Linked DNA regions of Zea mays: region 1 is linked to region 2. A link is a contact called in public Hi-C data. All regions are on one chromosome and are shown on one strand. The core of a region is the stretch at or near the end of the contact, and the rest is flanking DNA. Distances in the headings are between cores, read along the strand shown. Region 1 holds the start of LOC100191773 (Protein JASON). Region 2 holds the start of LOC100278145.

Region 1 (6,147 bases), core at 1,538-4,037, 220 kb before region 2:
TGTGCGAGTTCATGAGAATGAACGGACGATACATCACGAACCCTGACAAGGTATTATTAGTAATAGTCACGTATGTATTTATGTCATTAAAGATGCAAATGTGTTATTATTGAGTATAAATAGATGATGTTTATAAACTTCCTTTACAGCAATTTCAACAAGGAAGCCCGGAGAACTTGACTGAAGGTGCATTGTATGGCATAGTTGAGGACCTGTGCACATTCATATTGAAAGAGGTCATTCCCGCAGAAGGGAAATATCACGATGCTTCCGGAACATTAGCTTTGCCAGAGTTTAGAATACTAACAGAAATTAGTAGACTATCTCTTAGCCGAGATAGTTATTAGAGCTTAAGTGAAAACTTTGATGTATATAATGTGTGATGCATACATGGTTGTAAACAAGACTTTGATGTATATATATGTATGATAGAATTTAATTCCATGTTGCTTTTAATATCAATACTACATGTTTATCAATATCAATATCAATACTACATGTTTATCAATACTACATGTATATATATGTTTTGTGTGTGTAAATATATATAAATTTCAGTACTGATTGAAAATTTAAAATAAGGCGGGAAAACTTTCCACTGGCGGTTTTCTTTATAAAACCGCCAGTGAAAATAGCATTTCCACTGGCGGTTTCTTAAGAAAACCGCCAGTGAAAATAGCATTTCCACTGGCCCCTAGCACTGGCGGCACTGAAAAGCGCCAGTGAAAACGTCTCTAGAACCGCCACTATAGAGGCTGTGTGTACTAGTGTGTTAAGGATAAACTAATTCTAAGTGTCGATCTATTGAAGTTGAAAGACACTTAAAATACTTCAAAGGCTTTGTTTCTTCGTTGACCGTACCATAAAACCGAATGTGCATGTATATATGCGTGCCTAGAAAGTTTACTCACGCATACAACAACGTCATTATTAGCGATAACAATAATCCATATCCAGCGTGAAATATCGTTTATCTTATTACATATGGACCCATATAGGTCAAAGGAGAAAAAGGTACATCTGTTACATCTAGTGGCGAAGCTAGAGCAAAATTAAGGATGGTGCATTTGACTTGTGGATACATAATAATTTATTTTAATGGGTGCATATATGGTGAAATTTTAACCAATTCTATGGATTTTGTGTTTTTTGGGGGTGCATTTGCATCCGCTACCTATAGTGTAGCTTCACCCCTAGTTACATCAAAGATCGGAGGAACTAGCGGCCTCCACGGACATCGGTCGATACCACAGGTAGCCTAGTAGTCTTCCGCACTGTCTTCGTCCACGTAAACTCAGACACTTCCCTCGGTTGAGCAACAATGTATATGACAAGTTTGAGCATTAATTATACTCAGCAAGTGTGGTGAAGATGTTATGCAAGCTAAATTCAAGTAAGGCTAAGCTCAGTTCTTTTGTTCAAAATGCTTTTAGTTTAAATTTATTTTATAAAAATAATTATTATCTATGTGATTCTCAAATCATAATTATCAAACCACAAACACATAAAACCAAACAAAACATATCTAATCTAAGTGCGAGGATTCACGCCACTCATAGTCGTTAGCAATGGCTGTCATGACAATTTTATCTCTCCAGAGAGGTCGTACACACACAATCCCCACGAAAAATGACTTTATTTCCCTATCCTCGGAAGTATGAATATCTCCATCTAATCTATGGTTACAAGCTAGCCATAGATTCCAGAGAGAGAGAGAGAGATGTGCAGTTTCCTGGATGTTTCGTCAAGAGAACACTTTCACTTTATTGACCCAGCTTGTTCAGTGAAGTGTCGTTGTAACTCAAGCAGAAAGGAGTTAGTCAATCAATCATGAAGCAATCATATATACTTTCAGCCTAATTTCTTGTACAGTAAAGGGACATGTTTGTTTACATCGTTGTTTTATTCAGATAGTCTCTGAGATCCAGCCATGCATTTTAGTATGGGCCAATTCCTTGTATGTGATCGAAAAATATATTTATTCCTTGTGTGCACTGACCTCACATGTCATATACATAAAAAAATATATTTATATGTCACTTAGTGGCACATAAAGAATAAGTATAAATTCTGATGACATAGAAGGAATTTTGCCTTTTAGCATCAGTCCGTGCACACACCTCGCACCAAACAAACCAAAACCATTTTTTTCAAAGTAAATCACTATTTTTATTATTTGATGCACGTGCAAATTGAAGTTTGGTTGTGTGCTGTATCCGACTTCTCACCTACCCGTGACTTTATCCCTGCCGAACCGAATGGGAAAATGCTGCTCATCCATAGCCAGAGAAAGCCCAAAAGGTGCAGATGGGATCCATCCAGATAGGCTTGGATCCTAGCTTCTTCATTCCGTTTCGTCTTTCGACTCCGCATCTTCCAAACAGATCACGACCATCTTCCAAACAGGTCATGGCATTCAGGAGCTGACGTACGGGTAGGAGCTGGATCGGAGGTCGATCAGCCAGCAGACGACAAGTTCAGAGACGACGGGCGGCCAGGCCAGGCAAGACAACGGCCGGGGTTACTGCTGCTGCTGGTGTTGTTAATATTGACTCGGGCAGCTTTGGCGCGGAGAAGAAGCTAGCCCAGCTTTGGCGCCGAAACAAATTCATTGGCCCATATTATTCATAAGCCCAGCCGCGACATGACGGATTGGGTATGCAAAGCCCAGTCCATCAACGAAGACACGACACGATTCCCGTGCCGCTCACTGGCCGTGGGCCGGTGGCCTCCCCTTCATTCCCTCTGCTCCCCTCCCTCCCGTCCCCATTTCAAACGCATCTCCCCCCTCACCTCGCTCGCCTACGTACGTCTCTCTCTCTCCGCCGCGACCCCCCACAGGCGGCGCCGGCGCCGGCGCCCGCGCTGCAGCTAAACCAAACCCTAAGCCACGGCCACCGCCCTACGCCGCGGGCTCTCCGCGATGCGCCGGTGCGCGGAGGCGATCGCGAGGGCCGTGGTCGAGTTCCTCGACGCCGTCATCCTGGCCTTCATCCGCTCGTGCTTCGGCGCGCGCCCCCGCCGCGGCTCCGGCCTCCGAGTAAGACCAACCCCTGCCCCTCCTCGCTCTCCGTCCCTAAGCGCTCATCTGGCGGCTGTCTCGTGGTCATCATCGTTTCAGGATGCGCTCGTGCGCGGGGATCGGGCCGCGGAGGTCATCTGGGATGAGGAAGGTACTGCGTCTATTTTCATGATCATTTCCTCGTGTTCGGTTGTGCGTTAGAACTCGGCTGTCAGGGCGTTTTACGTATGTGTTTGTTGTTGTTGTTGCATCGGGAAAAGGCTTGGTAAGGGACGGACGATTTCATGAGGATTTGGCTGACGGGTGTGGAATTGATGAGGAGCTCAGACGCGAGGTACGCGTGCCACATTGACGCACTGCTGCTTAATTTCTTATAAGGCCTTGTGAAACACATTAAACCGTCAGTTTTTACTCAAAGGGCTTAAGATGGTTAACCTCCTCTAAGGTGACTTTCGTGGCACTCCTAACTCTAACCAGGCAAGTTACCTGAAGCTATGCGGCACTATCTCTGAAACCCCAGCTGAACTACGCAATGAGCAATCGTATGAAAACAATTTGGAAACTACTAATGAGGTGGGATCGTCCTTAACGAAAAAAAAACTGCTCCATTACTAGCTCAGCTGTCTGATGCCCTTCATTCTGGAATTGCAGTGTGATAGCAAGCTCACGTATGGACCACCGGCAAATTGCAAATTGCTGTTTGAAGCTAATTCATCACAAGGGTAAGAACTGCTCTCATTTTCACAAGTTCCAGAGTTTTTTTTTGGTATTGTCATGAGATAAAAAATAAATAAATGCCTCCTAGGCAACGCAATCCCAGATGTGAGGAGCGTCACTCGCTCAGGTCTATACTGAACAGTGAAGATGCTGGGCGTCATCATGGAGCTGAATATGTTCCTCGTTCAGCTTCCTCGGAAAAGAGGCTGTTTCAAAACATGCAACACAAGCCACTTGATTCTGGTGGTTCGCCGTTTCCAACTCCTCTAGTTCTCAGGGATGACATGCAGACCCCTGGGACAGCATACGCTTCACACAGAGGGACCTCTATATCTGGAAAGCGTGTGCGGACTCGGAAACAATTCATATACCCTGTCCTCAGATCCATCGAGAACAGACTTCAGCAGATTGAACTGACAGAAGACTCTTCACCATTGGCATCGTCCGATCCTCTAAAGGAGAGAGACTTGGGAGCAGATTCTACCAAGGATCCAACCCAAGCGTCTTCAACTTCAGTGGTCAAATCAGGACTGTCTGAAACTCCATCATATTCTGCACCTGATCCTAATGCCTCATATGGAGTAGAAGAATCACTGTCAAAATCCAACTCGGATGAAAAGAACGCTGCACTGAGCCTGTCCCGCTGGCTGAAATCTTCCTCCGCAGATGCTGAGAATCAAGATGATGAAGACTGCAGCTTTCTAACTGAGAAGCCTGTCTTCATGGTTGCACCTGATCTCAACTTGGATACCAGTAACCCTACTCCTAGGTTGCCCAAGGCATGGGATGGCAACGGTATCCCCAACACAACGACCAGATACAGAGAGGTACTCATTTGTCACTCTATCCAATGCTTTCTTTCCTTTTTTAACGTGTGGTTATATATGCGCTTTTGATCTAAATGTAACCGTTGTTAGGATCAGAGGGTCAGTTGGCACACCACGCCATTTGAACAAAGACTGCTGAAGGTGTTGTCTGATGAGGACCGTTGCCCTCCAAGGTCTGTTGCTTTTTGCGTTAGCCTAAAACTAACGTGTTTATCCCACCTTTTTTTTCGTACACCATGGCACCGTGTGCTACTTATTCTCATGGTAAAATCGTGACTGAATGCAGGAAAGTCGTCCGGGGGAAGCTGTTCCATCTCGAGGAGACAGCTGAGTAGCGGGCAGGGTTATCATATTAGCCCAACTGTGATGAGGCTGCCAGCGACCTGTTATGAAACTGAGCTCAGAAGCTGGTACCGTCATGCATGCTGCTGAAGGTGCCGTGTACAAATAGCATAATTTCTGTTGGGGTGTGATGCTGTGTATAAATGACAGTTTGAGCTGGGTTGTGAATATGAGTTACTGTACCGTCATGCATGCAGCATTGTTGGCTCACTGCTCACAAGCACACCGGTCTGTAGCTCACTCTATGGTCGCACCAGCACTGACATGAGTGAAACGTACATTTGTTTTCTATGTATTTGTGTCTGAATACAGGCTTCAAGGCCTTATGTGTCACATACAGGCATGAAAAGAAAATTGTTACATACATATGGCACCACTTTCTTGTTAATAACATCTGAAAGTCTATATTTTTTCACGTATTGTGACAACTGTTACCCGTCAGCCTCTTGTGCAGGTGAAACTTCCGGGTATGTATGTGCACAAGTCATCATTGAGGTATGTATGTACCTCTTGCCCCACTTTGATCCATCTCTCTACAACGGCATCATCTTCTCCCTCCATGCCGTCTTCATAGTTCAACAGGACACCAAACAAAATCTTCCCCTGGCGCATGTGAAATTTTGTAGTTTTAAGATCACAGAAAACAAAAAACGACAGACAAGCAAGGCATATCACATGAACCCACCTTTTTTCGTCTATACGATGCTAAAGTTGCCAGCGGTTCCTTTGACTTGATCACCTGCCCTGAGCTCTGATATTGGTTGATCATCTGACAACGGTTGCATCCTCCCATGGACTGTACATTGAACGTTCCAGAAAAATGAGACAAGTATTCAGCAATCAACAAATAAGTCAAATGTGCCCGAAAGCTAGTTTAGCAGCCACTAACCAAGTAGCTAACTCCTTTAGGGTTTTTATTATTGGTGGAATTAGCACTCGGGCATGATCATTTACAAAGACAGATGGCAAAATTTCTAAATTGGTATATTTTAATCTCTGAAGTGTGATACACTCCCTCTGACTCAAAGAATTTGTTTTAGAAGTCTCAATTTCATTCCAAATACATGTCATCCTGGAACTTCAATGCACCTCTTCCCTCTTTTCTTCCTTTCTTTCACTTGCTGAATAAATGCCATCTCTCACAAATAAATTAACACATCTTTCCAACTAAGCGTAAACGAAGAAGCTAGCAAATATCGTTTGATCCATTTTGTTAACCTTTTTGCACAACTCTAACCG
Region 2 (6,158 bases), core at 1,606-4,105:
CATGGTAGCAACAAGAAATTTGATTCTGATGTTTCTCTTGATGTCATAGCAATGAGAACACCTGGGTTCAGCGGAGCAGACTTGGCAAACCTTCTGAATGAAGCAGCCATTCTGGCTGGAAGACGGGGAAGGACAGCAATTTCTTCAAAAGAGATTGATGATTCTATTGACAGAATTGTAGCTGGTATGGAAGGGACCGTGATGACAGACGGGAAGAGCAAAAGTCTTGTTGCTTACCATGAAGTTGGGCATGCAATTTGCGGGTAAGAGATGGATCTTCCTCTTTGCAGAGCTTCTTTCTTTTGTCTTAACATTGGAATGTGATTGGGTTAATTTAGGTTTTGATTGGTTTCTCAGATATTCTGATCTGCATTTTAATTATTTCTAAGGTATTTCAATTACTTTAGGTGCATACATGCGCTAATATGGTTTCTAAAGCGAGCTTACTAAATATATTGTCTAAAATATCTGATAGTAGTAAGATGACATGGAAATTATTTGATGATGCAATAGAGTACTACGACTTGGATTTAATATTTAATGAACTGCCCATAGCTGTGATGTACTAAGTGGCTCCTTTCCTGTTTCCATGTTCCCCTCAGAAAAACATATTGTATCTTCGCGGCTTCACTTTTGATTTATTGGACTGCCTTTTTGTATGTCTTTTCCTTGGTAACCATTCCATGTCAAATTTATCTCATTGATTTGTGGAGTGGAAATCTCTTTGCAGAACTTTGACGCCTGGCCATGATCCTGTCCAAAAGGTTACCTTAGTTCCAAGGGGTCAAGCTCGTGGTCTTACATGGTTTATCCCGATGGATGACCCAACACTCATCTCCAGGCAGCAACTTTTTGCCAGAATTGTTGGCGGCCTTGGTGGTAGAGCTGCTGAGGAGGTCATATTTGGAGAGCCTGAGGTGACCACTGGAGCTGCTGGTGACTTGCAGCAAATTACTGGCTTAGCCAAGCAGGTATACTACCTTTTCTATTGGAATTTTGTCAACGTACATGTTAACGTTTGCAAAGAATTTGCAAGTCGTCACGAACCATTTTGTGGTTTATGACTGACGACTATATGAATTCTAAGAACCAAACGGTGCTGCAAAATCACATGGTAGAGTCTGCTAGAATGGACAGCGATCTGTAGATATCTTGTCTCAATGCTTTACTACTACCGATCTTTGTCAACTGTACTGAGATCACAATGGTTCTGCAGATGGTTGTGACATTCGGTATGTCTGAAATTGGTCCATGGTCTCTGATGGAGGGTGGAGCGCAGAGTGGGGACGTCATCATGAGAATGATGGCAAGGAACTCCATGTCAGAGAAGCTCGCGGAGGACATTGATTCGGCCGTGAAGCAGTTGTCGGATGAGGCCTACGAGATCGCTTTGAGGCACATTAGAAACAACAGGGAGGCCATTGACAAAATCGTTGAGGTGCTCATTGAGAAGGAGACAGTGACCGGAGACGAGTTCCGGGCGATCCTTTCTGAGTTTGCCGAGATCCCTGTTGAGAACCGGGTTCCCCCAGCCACACCGGCGGCCGCGCTCCCAGCCTAAACCCTAGCCTTGTAGGGGAGGATTTTCTTGTTGTATGGTGTTCATATTTTGGATTCTTGGTGTACACTAACTCTACTAAATCTGCCGGATTTTCGGTACACGACATGTAAGATGTAACTTACTCATGGTGAATTAATAGTAAAATGTAATTAGATTAAAATAATAGGCCTGGCGCAACATTTTCAGTTTGTAGCTTCGCTTCTGGCGAGCGAAATCTCTTGCTATATGTTCCACGGTTCCTACTTCATAAAACTATATGTTCTAATTAAGAACTTGCCATTTTGTTTTTGGAACTGATGGGATCGGGATCAGCAAGTTGCCACATTTTTAAAATGCAAATCTAACCAGCAAAATTACACCTCGTTATTAGCCAGGTGTGATCCCATTCCCAAATTTGCTTGTCAATTGGTTTTGATCATCCTAAAAAGCTATACGCCTCACCGGCGCAGCCAATGAGTCGAGAATATGCGTTGGTTATGCTACTACGAATGTAACCGACCTCATTCTAGAGCAACGACAAGCCGGTAAATAAAAAGGAATAAAGCGTAAACCAGAACTGTCGCCAACAGATTATAAAGAATGACAACACAGTCACACCTGTCAGTGTCGTCACTGTACGGCAAATTAGCAAAAAGCATACGGGTCTTCACGTGCAAAAGCTAAGAAATATACGTACTCGCTCAGCTCCATAGCACTTCAACGTTTGCTTACTGAGATCAATAGAGAAGATAGAATATAGAAAACTAAAATATTCTTTAAAAATAGAGATAGATACGTATTAGATAATTAGGAATGTGCCCTTGCGTTACCACTAGGAATGTACCCTTGCGTTACCACGAGACAAAGAGAGTGTGAGAAGCAACGTTTAGACTACAAATATAATTTTTATTTATCTATAAACATTAAGTTATTTGTGGTATGGTGGTTAGCTCTAAATTTTTGTGCATAGATGTGTATGAGTTCGATTACTCGTTCTGCACTATTTTTTGTGGACACTGGTGTGGGGAGTGTGAAGTCGTGGTAGCACGTGCCTACATTAGATTTTTGATAGAATAGTATAGAAGATATTAAATATATTAATAAGTAAATATAATATTATCTCTGTCTAAAAATAGTAGTTATTTTAGTTCTTTGTTTTTAATGTTTATATTTAAATGCATAAAGATAAATCTAGACACATATTAAACACATACATCAAATAATAATAAATTTATTAACTAATAAAATAAATTTTAATTTAGGACGGACAATGTAAGATAAAATCTGGAAAGTGATACGTATGTATTTTGGGATGGAGTACTCCGACGCAAAACTCTCTCCGCTGCTCCGCAAACCAAGCAAGACCGGAAGAGCGCCCAGGCCCACCACAGCGGCCACTCCTCCCCCATTCCCGAGTCCCGACCAACCACCGGCACCGACGCGGCCGCTCCCCAGCATGGCCTCCACCGCCGCCGCGCCGCGCACCACGAAGGAGCTCATGGACGCCCTCACCGCGCACCTCTCTCTCTACCACGCCGCCGCGAACCCTAGCCCCGCCACCGCTGCTGCCTCTACCTCCTCCTCGTCACCGCGCGCTGCGATCCTCCGGTGGCTCGCCTCCCTCTCCCCCGCCGCGCGCGCTGCGGCTGCCACCTCCCTCCTCTCCCCCGCCGCGGCTGCCGCGCTGCTCTCCATGGTCCGCCGGCTCCGCCTCCGCGGCCACTCCTCCTTCTTCGTGCTCCACTCCTCGTCCCCGTCCACCTCCGCGCGCGGAGCCGAGGAGCCAACCGTCCTCTCGCGCCTCTCCCGGGGCCTCCTCGCCCGCGCCGCCGCCAGCTCCCGGGCGCAGGCGCTCCTCTTCGCCAACACCCTCCTCTTCCCCTCGTCGCCCGCATCGTCGCGGCGCCCCGACGTGATCACCGTCGCCGAAGCCTTCGTCGCTGACCTCGACGGCTTTGTCGCAGCCATGGATGAGATCTCTGGCGGGAGGTTCCTCTGCTGCGGGGAGGGGGAAGTGGACCTGGCCGCGCTGGCGTGTCAAGATTTCCCGGAGCTGCCCTGGCTTAATGCCAAGGGGTACTACGTGATCGAGGAGTTTCTGGCCAATAGGTTGGATATCGCACTGCGAATGTCGTGGGCAGCGGCAGGGGGTGGGTCAGCTGGAGGGAGAAAGGCGGTGAGAATTGGGAAGAGTGCGAAGGAGAAGGCTGGGCTTGCTGCAAACGCGTTCTGGAGGGAGAAGGGATATGCGGATTGGTGGATGAGACTGGAGCCTCGGATGAGAGCAAGTCTCATGGGGGTATTCTTCGGGAAAGGTGCAATGGCCCTGGTAATATGCTCTCTATGCTGCCTTTTGCTACAATCTGACAATTATGGATTTCAAATACTATGGGGTTGCATTTCACAATTCTATGCCTTATTTGCATAAGTGAACTCCAGATTTGGGAGTCATATCTGCAATTTCGTTATAAACTTCTACAATGGTTTTAATTCAAGTGTGATGGTTTGGGATAAGACATTTATTTGTTATTGTTACATGAATGAATTGTCAAGCTGTGATTTAGTTAAGATGTGCATGGGGCAAGTAACTCTGGGTTGTGTTTATTAAGGGTGGTGTATCCCATACTGATGCATTATTGGGGTGGCTATCGTTGACCTTTTATTGTATGATATGTGTGGAAAGGCTGTTGATGGTGATGTAAGGATGGAACATCGAGAGGAATAAAATGGCATAATCTAGTCTTGCAATCTTATTTCTAAGGTCAGTTTAGGGAAAACAGGCCATTCTTCTTAACCTTATAATAGGTCCTTGCATGGCAAATAGAAGCAAATTGCTGTTTCTAGTATTGACGTTAATTTATGCAAATTTAGGTGCATCTTTCCTTTAAATAAAAAAACAAGTAAGACAATCTAGTAGGCTCCAAAGAGACTTCCTCAAAAAGTATGCGAAATATGAAAGCACCTGGTTCAGAAGTAATGAAGACAGATTTCACATATATGTTCAAAGCATTGGTTCTTCTCTTGTTTTGGAAATGGCATACAGAAGTTGCCTATTGTGTTATGTTTGTGCTGAGAAAAAAGCCCTTCTTTTTCCTGAAATAGCATTAGCATGTTCAGTCTGTTTGGCAAGTGACGTTTTCTGAAATCTGCATGCTTTATCTAACTGAAGTTTCAACATAGTCTTAATTAATTAAAGGATCCAGAATAACTGTTATGTAGCAGAGTTAGTGTTATCATACTTTTTTAACAAGTTATAAAATGGGCCTTGCATTTGGCCCAATGAATATATTTCTGAGACATCGCGGGTTAAATGTTTTACTAGTATTTATAAAAGTATTTTTATATAATAGTCACCACAGTATGTTTATTGCACGTAGTTTACTTTGTGATCTGTATGATTTTCTGTGTGATTCTGGAAATTATCCTCTATTTAAATGTGGGACCCTCATTTTTTTTTCTTGAAGTTGTGTCTTTCTTGAATCTTCACGTGTTAAAGTTAGCCCAATCATATTGACGTTGCATAACAAAAATCAGCTCTTGTCATCTCACACAGGCTTGTTTTGTCACCCTAATTGAGGAAGAATTACTAAACTTTGGTGTCCAGTTGTCCTGAACATGTTTCTTCACCTCAAGCACATACTAATATGCTAATAGCTCAAGCTTGCAGGCAAATGAGATGGTTGAAGGATCAGACAGTGCCTCAAGGGATAATTTAGGTGAACCAGGATCATTCGTGGCAAACGAATCTTGTGAATGTACACGGCAGTCTCTGTTCAGAAAGAATTGTGCTTCTTCCGTTGATGGTGCAAACATTCTGTCTTGCAGCAAGAAGTCTGTATTTTATAAAGAGTTGAAAAGACTGAAACTAGTTGAGGAGATAGTCTGTTTGAAGAGCAACATTACTTGCTGCAGCGGTGATGCAATCTTTTTCACTTCATTAGTGTCGGCTGCTACTGCTGCTGGTGATGTACTTATGAAATTACAAGGGCTTCTCATGGTGGTGTCGACAGAAAGTATAAATCTTGAACTTATTGGGGATGAAGCCCCCAAAAAGAAAGATGTTGAAAAGACCAGTGGAGGTTCTCGGAAAGGAAAGAAGAAGTCTAACACCTTGAAAAAGCTAACGACATCTGCTAAGCCATCTAAGGTATAGTTTATTTGTTGCTCAGCTTGCTTTAGTATTTCCATAGATAGGATAGGACTTTATGCTTCACTGAGTATATTAAGTTATCTATAGTTAACCTTTTTCCAGGATAATGGATGCAGTAGTTCAGATAATCGCAATTGTAGTCCTTTACCAAACCATTGTGCTCCATCTGTTGAAGGCACTGCTGCTGGACCTCCATCTGAAAAAACTCCTTACAAGGAAATTGTACCAACAACGAAGGTTGTAAGCATTACTTTGCCAATCTGTTTTGTTTGGTTGTTCATTTATTCATGACTTATGAGGGACATCTCGATATTTTAGGAACAAACTGTCTCGTTGGATGGTTGCAAAAATCAATGTAACAAAAAGAAGAACAAGCGGAAAGGGAAAACAAAACTATCAAATCCGATGAGGCCTGAGAGCCCAAGATCTACCAAATTAAAAACAGTTGTTCCCCATAGTGCTGCAGAG

What was found. Hi-C and Micro-C count contacts between places; a contact is called where the count stands out from the background.
Region 1: a contact with region 2 is called in a Hi-C map of endosperm, with 3 times the contacts expected there. The contact joins the promoter of LOC100191773 here to the promoter of LOC100278145 in region 2. A contact is called at or near these places in 9 of 25 Hi-C or Micro-C datasets (bundle sheath, ear, endosperm and 3 more).

The regions. Positions count from the first base shown.
Region 1 is chr6:102,916,328-102,922,474 of Zm-B73-REFERENCE-NAM-5.0, reverse strand. LOC100191773 (Protein JASON) reads left to right here and starts at 2,787. Exons shown (of 7, transcript NM_001137198.1): 1 at 2,787-3,173; 2 at 3,283-3,356; 3 at 3,500-3,595; 4 at 3,674-3,744; 5 at 3,828-4,566; 6 at 4,657-4,739; 7 at 4,853-5,273. The coding sequence starts at 2,924. The coding sequence ends at 4,901. It overlaps LOC103629655 (molybdenum cofactor sulfurase), which reads right to left. Exons shown (of 22, transcript XM_020539337.2): 21 at 5,594-5,704; 22 at 5,174-5,511. The coding sequence ends at 5,347.
Region 2 is chr6:102,691,520-102,697,677 of Zm-B73-REFERENCE-NAM-5.0, reverse strand. It overlaps LOC100278145, which reads left to right and starts at 2,855. Exons shown (of 16, transcript XM_008650739.3): 1 at 2,855-3,869; 2 at 5,208-5,687; 3 at 5,778-5,927; 4 at 6,009-6,158. The coding sequence starts at 2,997. It overlaps LOC100147735 (filamentation temperature-sensitive H 2B), which reads left to right. Exons shown (of 5, transcript NM_001127249.1): 3 at 1-263; 4 at 731-971; 5 at 1,217-1,721. The coding sequence ends at 1,561.